2 separate regions of the Sus scrofa genome follow, and region 1 is linked to region 2. The links are chromatin contacts, called in public Hi-C maps. All regions are on one chromosome and are shown on one strand. The core of a region is the stretch at or near the end of the contact, and the rest is flanking DNA. Distances in the headings are between cores, read along the strand shown.

Region 1 (5,713 bases), core at 1,794-4,293, 190 kb after region 2:
CTCACCGAACTTGCTTCCTGAATCTAGGCTGACGGGTTGAATAACAATGTGAAACTCAACACTGCTCCTTTTTGGAGGGAGTGGTGGACCCGGATCCCTTCAGTTCTCATGGAAGGGGGCTGGGGAGGGGATGGTCTCCCCCAAGGCCAGAGATCTCCCGCCTAATGCTTCCTGGGTGTCTCCCCTTCTCTCCTTGTTGTGGTGGAGAGTTCCGTGTGGATGATTTGCAGGACATTTCCTGTTCTACTGCATTTTCCGTGTGGACAGTTCTGCCACTCTCCTCTGTGGTTCTGACCTGGAGTGGCGTGAGGATCCGGGTCTCTTTCCACTTCTGAATTCCAGGAGAAGCCGAAGACTCCAAGAGCTGCCCTCCAACCCGGGCCAGGCGCCTGTCAACACCCCTTCCCTGAGAACGTCGCCCCTGGGATCCCCTGACTCATGTCCATGGCCGCCTGCAGAACCTTGGCCTTTGCCCTCTGACCTGGGGAGGTGGGCAGAGGTCTGGGAGGAAAATGTGGACTTGTAATTCCCTGGGGGGGAGAAATCACACACACCACACACACACACACATACACACACCCCCCATGGATCTCAGCATGAAGCTTTTTTTCAGGGTGCAGGGCCTGATCCTGCCTTCGCCCTAGGCTTCAGCAGCCCTGCAGGTCTGTTTCATCTCTTGGGGCCCAATCTGCTGAGGCCTGCTACTGACTCCTGGGGGACAGGTCACAGTCTGGGCCTCAGCTTCCCCAGAAAAAGCAGATGGTGGCTGGCCAAGAGTTTGGAGATCCTGGAGCTTCTAGGCCTGGGATCCTGTCTCCTTTTCCCCATATGGTCAGTGCCCAACACAGTCCCTGACACTTGGGCTGGGCCCCAGAATATCTGCCTTTAAGCAGTTTGAGGCCGATAGCCTGGAGGTGTTTGTCTTAAAACTGTGTTCCCAGAGCAGGTACCTTGCTTCACTCGCATGGTATGTCTATTTGGGGTGGCGCTGAGGAAGGCTGCTGGTGAGGAGAAGGAGAGGCTCCTCGGGGCCTCCCCTAGGGAGCCATTCCTGGGCACACAGTGAGGGGAGGACCCTTCTCGGCATTTGTGGAAGGAGCAGAGTGTCCACGAGAGGCTCGCTCCCTGTGGCCTGGGAGGTCAGGGGAGCCATCTGACACCTGCCTCACAACCTTATCCCCTGGCTGGGTCAAGGTCCCAAAAGCCACCTTTAGATGGCTCGGAAGGTGGGCACCAGGGGCTGCTCCTGGGAGACACAGGCCTCAGGCCCTCCACCCCCCAGGCAGGCCACCCAGAGGAGAGGAAGCAGAGAGGTGGCAGCTTGTTTCGCTTCTTTCACAGAGGCGACTCCTGTGGCACCCAGGTCTCTGCAGCAAACTCCCTGTTATCAGGTGTATCCCCAGGCAGACTTCCCGCACGGTCCTCCCCCTCTTCCACTAGGGTCTCCGGTTGGTCGGGGGCTGTGTTGTCTCTGCTAGCAGAGGAAGACAAACCCACCCCCACGAATTCCACAGAAGGGAAGGAAACGTTCCACGCTGGCACTATCGGCAGTTCGGGATTATATGAGTGGGCCTGGGGCTGGCTCTATGGGTCACTGAAGAGATGAGAAGAGGACATCTGCAGCCTTAGGATTAGCCCAAGCTGGGCAGATGGAGGGGCACCGAGTGGTGCTCAGGATATGCGGGCCCAAATCTGTACCCACTGGGCTTTTGTTCTCTTTCAGCCGGTATCTGTCTGTCGAGCAATGCTCTGTGCTAGGCACTGTCTCAGGCTGAGTTTACACTTCGCGGTCCCGTCTCAGGGCCACAATGCAGTCGCTTTAGCTCCAGGACTCAGGGCTTGGGGTGGCGCCGGCACAGGAAACAAAATGCCCTTCCTCGGCTCGGTTTCCTCATCTGTGAAATGGGGACAGGAACCTCGGCTCCCTTTCTCCCGGAGAACTAGAGCCCACCGAGTTCGGGAAAGCGCCCTGGGAAGGGAGGAGTCCTTCAACACGCGTCTAATTCCGAGAGTGCTCGGCTAGGAGTTCCCGACCCTACGCGCCGCTGAGCCGCGGGGCGCGGCCAAACCCTCAGCACCGGTCCTTGCAGCTTGGCGGCCGGCCGAACAGAGGGGACAGAGGGGCGGCGGATTTCCTCGTCAGGTGCGTCGCCGAGCGCATGCCCTCCTCACAAAACGAGAGAGGTCCTCTTATGTATTTATTTATTTATTTTTGTAAAGTTGCGGAGAAAGAGGTGAAGACGGGGCGCGCCGGGGAGCTGAGCCAGGGCCGACCAGGTCAGGGCGCGGAGAGCTGGAGGCGCAGTGGCTGCAGCTCCAGCCTCAGAGCCTGCGGCGTCCAAGTGGCCAGGGCTGCGTCGGGAGGGAGGGAGCGTCGAGTCCGGTCCGGGTTTTGCCGGCAGCCCCCGGGCAGCGTTCAGAGCTCCTGCCCCGGCGGGCGCGCGGCGGCGGCGGCGGCGGCGGCGGCAGAGGCGGCGGAGCCTGAGCGGGGATGTAGAGGCGGCGGCACTGGCGGCAGCAGAGGCGGCGGCGGCGGCGAGAGCAGGCGCCGGAGCCGAGCGAGAAGAGCGGCAGGACCTTGTTCCCCGAAGCCGGGCCCCGCGTCCCAGCCCTGCCCAGCCCGCGCCCAGCCATGCGCGCCGCCTGCTGAGTCCGGGCGCCTCACGCTGCGCCCTCCGCCAGCCGCGCCGCGCTGCGCTCGGGGGTGATTAGTTGCTTTTTGTTGTTTTTTAATTTGGGCCGCGGGGAGGGGGAGGAGGGGCAGGTGCTGCAGGCTCCCCCCCCCTCCCCGCCTCCGGCCAGCCGCGGCGGCGTGACTCCGGCTCCGGCCCCGGGCACGGCGGGCGGCGCGGCTGGAGCGGAGCGCACCGCGGCGGCTGTGCCCAGAGAGGAGCGCAGCTCTCCGCCCCGCCCCTCCCCCTCGGCCTCGCGGCGGCGGCGGCGGCGGCGGCGGCGGTGGCGGCTTGGACGACTCTGAGAGCCGGTAGGTGTCGGGCCACGGCCCTCCCCCGACCCCCCGGAGGCCGGCCCCCTCCCCTTCCCCGCCTACCTCCCTCTCCTCCCCGGGGCCCGGTGCGCGGCCGGGGCCGGAGTTCGCTGCAAGTCGGCGGAAAGTTTGGCGGCGCGGGCTCCCCCGAAGTTCAGGTGCGGAGAGCCAGGGACGGGGAAGGAGGGGTCCGGGTTTGGGTGGGGCAGGGGGTGCCGGTGGCCTGAGCCCGGGAGCCCCGGCGGCTGGGAGCCCGAGCTCCGGGGATCGCTCGGTGGCCTCTGCTATACTCCAGCCTCCCCAAGCCGCAGTCAGCTCGGTCGCAGATCACTGAGTTCAGACAAAAAGAGGGGTTTTAGGGTCGGGGACGGCGGCTTGGGCGCCATGGATTGGGGCTGGGGCTCCTGTCCCCTCCCCAGGTCCTCGAGCCTGAGGGCTCAGGGGCGGCGGGAGCCCGGGTCCTCACCTCTCGGTGTTGGGCGGGCGCTCCGCCTGCGGGGGCGGCTGATTGGAGCTCTCCGGCGCGCACTCCCCCCACCATGCCCCATTCGCAGCCTGGTGTTTGGGGGGCGACGGTAACTGCTCTTAATGCCCTGGACCACGCGTGGCTGAGTCTCCCCCTCCACTTGAGGGGGCGGTGGCCACTTCTACATTTCCCCTCCGGCTCCTCGCCCCCGCTGCCCGCGGGGTGCCTGGCGGGCTGATCAAGTTTGACCTTCTTTTTCCGTTAAAGGATCACCCCCCACCACCGCTGCTCCCCGCGGCCTCGTTCTCCCATCCTCCCCAGCCCTGGGGAGTCTTTCAGGCTGGCTCTCGAGCCCCGCGTGGCCAAACAGCAGGCAAAGCCAGGGTGGGAGACTGGGGGTGTTCCTCTCGCTGCGGAGCTGTGGGAGGCGGGTGTCCCAGGCGCCTGCCTCGCTGCTCTGGCTCCAAATTTACCCGTGAAGTTTGGGCCCCAGCCCCCCCTCCCCTTTGCTTCCCCGGAGCGAGGGGCTGCACCGCCTCGGGAAGAATGTGTTAATTTTCTTGCCGGGGGAAGTTGTCCTCGCCCGGAATGGGCTGCTTCCCGGCGGGGAGCGCGGGGTGCGTCAGGCTTTGTTTATTTGTAGGATCAACAGAAAGTGAGTGACCCCGGTTTTTAAATGGGGGGCTGCCCCTGGGACCTGTCAGGAGAGCCGAAGCGCTCAAGGAGGGACTAGGTTCGCTTTTTGCTACCCCCCCCCCCCCGCTTTAGGAATCGGAAAAGGTGCGCGGAGTTGGGCTGGTGCCACGGGCTGCGAGGAGGCAGCCGCAGATTTGGGGGTTCTGTAGGGACCCATCCGGAAAGACTCGTGCCCTCCCCTTGTCTCCTGCGACGGGGGGGGGTGCTGAAGGGTTGGCAGCCGCACCCTCCTTGGCCCCCCTCGACCCTGGGTGGTCTGAGAGTCGCTTCTTGGGATGGAAGGGGCTGGGGCGGGGGTGGGGGGGGCGGCCCCGGCGAGGCAGCCTCTGGCCCTCCGCCTCCCTGCGCCGCGGGCGCTGTTCCGAGCCCTGGGTTTTGTGGCGGGCCCGCCGTCCCCTCCCCGCGTTGGCGCAGGAAGCACTGGGGAGGGGGCGTGTGCGGTCGTTCGGCCCTCGCCCCGCCGGAGCCGCCCCAGGGCGACCGGCAAACAGAGTCCCTTTCAAGTTTTCCGCTGGGGCCGCCTGGCGGGGGCTGCGTGCGCGGTGGCTGCGGACTTGTTTGGAGCGCTATTTGAACGCCCGGCGCCACCTCAGCTGCCCCGGCTCGCGGGGGCGGGCGGGCGGGGGGGGGGTGGCTGTCCCTGCAGCTGAGAGCGTTTAAATGAGACGTCCTTAGGGGGTGGCCCGAACGCGCCCTGATCCCGCTCCCGAAGGACCCCCGTAGCTTGGGTGCCAACCGAGGAAACCCGGGAGCTGCGCCCCGAAGCCTCCTCCTCCACAGCCCTTTGGAGAGCGATTCGAGGCGACTGAGGCCCGCGCTACCTACTACTTCGTAGTGTTGATTTAGCAGTTTCCCTGGATGAGGCTCAAGTAAGAGCTGCGGGGGGGGGGAGTGGCCCGCTCTGCAGCTGTCACCCCCTTCCCAGAACTCACCCCCTTCTCAGAACGGAAATTGTCCTCTCTCCTTGGGGAGGAGATGATTTTTGCCCTGGGAAGGGGTGGGAACAGCTGAGGGAGGTTGGCCTCTGAGCGCTCAGTGGGTCCTGGGGATCCTGGTGGAAGCCCCCCTCCAACCCCGGTAGGAGCCCCGCGCTACCAGGAGGGCAGGAGCTGGGCTTGCCCCTCCCTCTCCCGTGCCACCTCCCTTTCCTGGGTGGGGGCAGAGGTTCCTCCGCCGCCGAAGGCAGACCCTCGGCTGACTGGCTGTCCTTTGGTGCCTTATTTATGTGTGTATTTGGGCCCGGCTGCCGCCCCCCCCCCCCCCCCGCTCAGCAGGTGACCCTGGCCAGGGCCTCCTATCTCTCCCCGACAGAGCCTGTTGACTTACCCGTGGGCCAGCGGCCTCGTCTTTATCACGTGAGGCCTGGAATGTCCACCCGGCAGGGCTGGGCTGGGTGGGGGGAGGGGAGGGGAGGGGAGCCTTCTGCATCCAGGGCCCAGGCCAGCTCAGGCCTGTGTTCTCTGGGTTCCCACTGTGACCCCCACCGCTTTCTGGCTCTTTCAAGCTTTCTGCCTACCTTCGACCCACTTGCCAAGTGTGAAACTGAGGCTCATAGGGGTGTGAGA
Region 2 (6,315 bases), core at 146-2,645:
GGACACATATGCAAAGGCCAGCTGCCAACCAAAAGACCTGGGTACCCAAGTACCCAGCTAATTCAGTGCCCAGAACTGCATACAACTGTCAGAGCAAGAAACAGGTGTGAAGTCAGTTTTATTCTGACTCTGCCTTCTTATCACGAGAAAAAACAAAAATAGAAAAACCATGGACTTTAGCTGGCCAGGACTTTACCATGCCTGTCCAGGTAATCTGTGGCTCCAAAGCTTTGCACCCAAGAACTGGGGTTTGATTGATAAGGCAAAAGCAAAGGTACATAATGGGGTTGGAAGCCTGTAAGTCAACATGTGAAGAGCCAGTTCTGTGCTTACTGCACTCAGCACGGGGAGGGGATTCCCTAATAGGAAGGATGTATAGGTTCTTTGCACATAAGGGCCTTGAGACGTCATTGAAGTCCCCTCCAATTAGAAATGGGGAAACTGGGAGCTCCCCTCGTGACTCAGTGGTTAAGGAACCCAACTAGGATCCATGAGGACACGGTTTTGATCCCTGGCCTTGATCAGTGGGTTAAGGATCTGGCGCTGCTGTGAGCTGTGGTGTAGGTTGCAGACACAGCTCAGATCTGGGGTTGCTGTGGCTGTGGTGTAGGCCGGCAGCTGTAGCTCCGATTCGACCCCTAGCCTGGGAACCTTCATATGCTGCAGGTGTGGCCCTAAGAAAAAATTTTAAAATTAAAAAAAATAAAGAAATGGAGAAACCGAAGCTCAGCGAATAGACAGGCATATCTACCAGGCCCTGTACAACCAGGCAATGAGAATAGAGAACTTTTTTTGGGGGGGGGCTTTTTATGAGCATACGGAAGTTCCCAGCCAAGGGGTCGAATGAGAGCTGCAGCTGTCAGCCTACAACACAACCACAGCAACACGGGATCCAGCCAGCCCTCTGCGATCTACACAACAGCTCACGGCAAGCCAGATCCGAAACCCACTGAGCGAGGCCAGGGATCTAACCGCGTCCTCATGGATACTAGTCAGGTTGTTAACCACCGGGTCATGAGGGGAACTCCCTAGAACTTGGTTAGGTCTAAAATTCCCTGGTAAATATTCATGAGACACTACCCCTTTCTGGCTCCACCCCTACCAGCCAGAACACAACTGGGCCCCGCCTCCTTCTGATGACGCCACTAGCAGGTGCTCTAGGCACGCCCCTGGCGTCAGAACAGGGTCTGGCCCCGTCCCCACCATTTAGGCGTCCAGTCTGGCCTCTCCCCCAGCTCTCCTGGCTGCGTACCACGTTTCTCAGCTGGTGGATCAGTTCCTCCTGAGACTCAATCACGTCCCGCAGTTGATCGAAGGCGAGACACACCGATCCTGACCCCCCCTGCGACCACCCGAGGGGCGTCGCCATCTTTAGCCCCCGCCAGCTCGTTGGAAATGGCTGCCGCGGGCAGCCTCACGTCCGTCGCCCACCAATGAGAATGCGACGCCACAGAGCACCTTGGCAACCGGGGGCGGGGACTTCCTTTGTTAGCAGCGGTAGGGCTCGCCTCTTAAAGGAGCCGTTCACTAAGAGGCGGCACATGGGGCAGAGAACTAACACCATTCGTAATCGAAGTTTATAGAGGATTTGAACATGTATTATACGGTGTTTCTCACACAGGCCTGAGGAGCAGGCAGGCCCGACCTATACTTACTGTAAGGGCTGAGGAGCAGATACCAGCCCCTTGGCCTTTCCCCTGGGCCCATTAAACTGCAAGTCCGCGAAGCAAGAGTCAGCTAAGGCAACCGCTGCATCTTTAGCTTCATACGTCTCATCATCCCACTCTAATCGCTAATTCCCCTTATTGTAGGAGCCTCCGGCTTCCTGTGATCCCTCTTCCTCCTGGGAATACACTTAGCACTTAGTGGACCTGAGTCCAGGCAAAGAAGTGGAGCTCAAGAATGGAAAAGGAGAGTGGCTTTACCTAGAATAAGGCTCCTTGGAGTTCCCTGGTGGCTCTGCAGGTTAAGAACCCACTGTTGTCACTGTTGTGGCATGGGTTCCATCCCTGGCCCTGGGGACTTCTGCGTGCTGCTGGCAAGGCCGAAAATAATACATATATACATACATACATATATACATAAATACATTTTAAAAAGAAAAAAAAAGATTCCTCATACTCCAGTACTAGGCTCCGGGCAGCCACACTGGGGCCATGTGTGGCCATGTCAAGGCACTGGGGAGGGCCCTGGAGAGCCTGAAGAGATGAGAACTGAAGTGGGCGAGCAGGAGACTTGTCAAATGGAAGCAGGGAAGGATAAGATGATCACACATCTCCGCCAATGCCTACTGAGGGCTTTTTTTGAAAGACAAATAAGATTATGCTTGGGGTAAACCAGAGCTAATATTTATTAAGTATTGACTCTTCGTGACATCATTATGCCCTTTTTCTTTTTCTTTTCTTTTCGGCTTTTTAGGGCCACACCTGTGGCATATGGAGGTTCCCAGGATAGGGGTCGAATTGGAGCTACCACTGCCAGCCTACACCACAGCTACAGCAACAGATCTGAACCACGTCTGTGACCTACACCACAGCTCATGGCAACGCCGGATCCTTAACCCACGGAGTGAGGCCAGGGATCAAACCCATGTCCTCATGGATACTAGTCTGGTTTGTTACCACTGAGCCACGAGGGGAACTCCCATTATGCCTTATTACTAGTATTTCATGTGATTTTCATAATAACCTTGTAAAGTAGTTTCTAATGTCTCCATTTTACAGATGAGAAAATGCAGCTTCTATGAGAATGAATAACTCAACAAGCCAAGGTCACCCAAGCTAGTGAGACTTGGAACAGGGTTTTGATGGGCAGTTTGACTTCACAGTCCAAGTTTTTGTTTGTTTTTTTATGGGTACATCAGCAGCATATGGAAGTTCCCTGGCCAGGACTGAATTCCCAGCTGCAGCTGTGACCTATGCTGCAGCTGCAGCACCTCTGGATCCTTTAACCCACTGCCCAGGATGCCTCCACAGTGATCTGAGCCGCAGCAGTTGGATGCTTAACCCAAAACTGAGGTTCTGGGTTCCTCTTCATGGGCTGCTTGGGCTTGCACAGAGCATGACAACCGAGTTTAAAAGAAAGCATGCAGGAATTCCATTTCGTGGTGCAGCGGAAACAAATCCGACTAGGAACCATGAGGTTGCAGGTTCGATCCTGGGTCTTGCTCAGTGGGTTAAGGATCCGGCGTTGCTGGGAGCTGTGGTGTAGGTTGCAGATGAGGCTCAGATCCTACATTGCTATGGCCATGGCGTAGGCTGGCAGCTATAGCTCTGATTAGACCCCTAGGCTGGGAACCTCCATGTGCAGTGGCTGCGGCCCTAAAAAAAAAAAAAGAGAGAGAGACAATAAATAAATAAATAAATTAATTAATTAATTAATTAATTAATTAAAAAAAAAAAAAAAAGAAAGCATCCAAAGTGATGAAATGGAAATTGCGTTCCTTAAGGCCTGGGCCTAAAAACCGCCATCGTGTCACTTCTGCACAACTCTATTGGTCAAGGAACCACAGAGCAGAGGGGACATGTTCCAACTTTTTTTTCTCCCTAAGGCTGCATATGAGGCATATGGAGGTTCCCAGGCTAGGGGTCGATTAGGAGCTACAGCCACCAGTCTAAACCACAGCCACAGCAACACCAGATCCAAGCCTTATCTGCAACCTACACCATAGCTCACGGCAATGCCGGATCCTTAACCCACTGAGTGAGGCCAGGGATTGAACCTGTGTCCTCAAGAAAACTAGCTGGGTTCGATACTGCTGAGCTACAATGGGAACTCCCCATCCTACCTTTTTTTTTTTTTTTGTCTTTTTAGGGCCACACCTGCGGCATATGGAGATTCCCAGGCTAGGGGTCTAATCGGAACTGTAGCTACCAGTCTACACCAGAGCCACAGCAACGTGGGATCCGAGTTGTGTCTGCGACCTACACCACAGCTCACGGCAACTCCGGATCCTTGACCCGCTGAGTGAGGCCCGGGATCGAACCCGAAACCTCATGGTTCCTAGTTGGATTCGTTTCCACTGCGCTATGATGGGAATTCCTCTCCATCCTACCTTTCGATGGGAGTAGTTTCAAAGAATTTGAGCTATAGGTCCAGAGAAGTCCTGACAGGTGACAAGTCATTTCCTTCAAGGTTCAGTTCAAATAAAATCAGACTAGAACTTGGGGGAGACAGATAATCATCAACTAAACATTCACATAAATCCCAATTTAAGTCATTATTCAAGTAAATAACATTATAGCTATGACAGGTGCAAGAAAGAGAGCAATGAGAGAAATTTAAAAGAGCCCAATCTGGGGTGTCAGAGAAGGCTGTGAGGAAGAGACGTTTGAGCTGAGACCTATTAAGGTGACTGGGAGGCACTTAGCAAGGGGGGCAGGGCCAGGTGAGTGGGAAGGGGCCCCAGAAAGAGGGAACAGTATACACAAAAGCTCCTTGGGCACAAGGGTTGCCAGCGTGTAGTAACTAAAAGGCTAGTACAGCAGAAAAGAAAAAGATGTATAGGACAAGCAAGGGTAGAGGCCAGAAACTCGGTTGAGCTTAGTCAAGCATTCGGTCAAGATGAAGACTTGGCTGACTTTTATTCTGGAGGCAAGATAGGTACGGAAATATTTTAAGCAAGAGGGTGACATGCTGTAACTTATGGTTTGAAAAGATCTCCCTGGTTGCAGAGAGGTGTACAGATCGGAGAGGGCCCAAACAGATGCACGGAGACTTATGCTGGTGCAGCTACTGCAGGGGCTTCTGTCAGAGAGAGTGGATGGTAATTTGATTGTTCGGGTCAGAGGAGATGAAGAGAGTGGATGGATTTAGGATGTTCTGGAAGTAAAACTGATAGGACTTAATGATGGAGAGGATACGGGAAAAGGAGAGCCAAGGTGTTGTAGTTGTCCCCTGCTGCAGATTACCACATACCATAGCTTAAAACAGCCACTGTATTATTTGCTCATGACTCTGCAGTTTGAACTAGCTTGGCAGGCAGCTCATTTCTGCTATGATCATCAGTGGGGGTGGCATAACCTGCTTGGCATGGATCATGTGCCTGGGTTCAATTCTTGCCGCCAGCTTACTTGTCTGGTTCTCCTTTGCATGGCTTCTCTGCGTGGTTAGCTTAGTGGTCTCAGGGTGGTGGGACTTATATGGCAGTGGCTTCCCCAAAGTGCAGAAATGGAAGCTGCTGGGTTTTGCCACATTCTATCAGCGAAGAATCAAGGCCAGCCCACATCAGAGAGGGGACTACACAAGGTCATGAATGTTAGGTGTGGTCCATTGGGAGATACTAAATTAAGTCTACCACACAAAGTCTCCCTGGTTTCTGACTTCATACTTGGATGGATGGTGGTGCGATTCGTGGAAATGGGAGCATTCCAACAATGTTCTCCCATCTCCTTCAAAAAAAAAAAAAAAAAAAAAACAAAAAACTCACCACACTTGGTATGAAGGTAATTATATTTCCAGTCTCTCCTCCTCAGAACTGCTTTCACTGATTCTTCATCCTAGACTAGACCCCTTTGTTATGGATTCCCAAGTTTCCTTTGGTCTCCTCTTTGAGAATCATCCCACTGGGGAGCACTGTCTAACTGGCTTCCCCAGGAGATGTGAGTTCCAAGAACCTGGGTGCTGGGTGTCACTTGTTTCCCGACCCCCGTCTCCAAAACGCGGCCCATCTGGTACACACTTAACTCTCCTTCTTTGCTGCATCTTATCTCCCTCTTTCTTCACAAGAATGATTGTGACCGGCTGGGCTCTGCGAGCCCAACTGAACAATGTCTTATACTTCTAAACCAAGGCTACCTTCACTGCGGACCATGAGGGACAAAACTCGCAAGGACCTGGGATAACCACTGATGTTCATATGCCAAGTGGATGTGATGTGTACACTGGTTGTAGGAAGCTGCAGCTGCCGCTCTCTGTTGGGAAATAAGCAGAGAACGGGTGATGCCATCAATGCTTTCTCTTGTTCTGAACACCAATAATTCTACTGGGGCATGAGGGAGCCCTGGAGCAGAGATCAACAGCCTGTCTAGCCTTACGTGGCTCCGAGGAGTGAGCAATATGTAGAACCCGAGGGCCATGGGCGAAGGGGAAAGAACAAAGGAAAAATATAAAGCCATTCTCTTAATAGAAAATTGTTTAATTTCTTTCTCTGTTAAAATACACTCAATCCAGATGCAGTGGAGCAGGTGACCAGATTTTTCAGGATTCTTACACCACTGGGAGCTGGTTCTATCCGTGTCAAACCCGTCTGGTCACAGAACACTCACATCTTTAATTTCAAATACTGAACGTGATGCAAATGATGTAATCAGTATC

The links. Hi-C and Micro-C count contacts between places; a contact is called where the count stands out from the background.
Region 1: a contact with region 2 is called in a Hi-C map of subcutaneous adipose tissue, with 1.6 times the contacts expected there. The contact joins the promoter of CXXC5 here to the promoter of SPATA24 in region 2. A contact is called at or near these places in 5 of 47 Hi-C or Micro-C datasets (psoas muscle, skeletal muscle and subcutaneous adipose tissue) and 1 of 2 datasets of contacts at active chromatin or transcription factors (skeletal muscle).

The regions. Positions count from the first base shown.
Region 1 is chr2:141,477,949-141,483,661 of Sscrofa11.1, forward strand. It overlaps CXXC5 (CXXC-type zinc finger protein 5), which reads left to right and starts at 3,044. Exons shown (of 5, transcript XM_021084872.1): 1 at 3,044-3,144.
Region 2 is chr2:141,291,799-141,298,113 of Sscrofa11.1, forward strand. SPATA24 (spermatogenesis associated 24) reads right to left here and starts at 1,396. Exons shown (of 6, transcript NM_001177922.1): 1 at 1,253-1,396. The coding sequence starts at 1,369. It overlaps DNAJC18 (dnaJ homolog subfamily C member 18), which reads right to left. Exons shown (of 9, transcript XR_002341938.1): 9 at 6,116-6,315.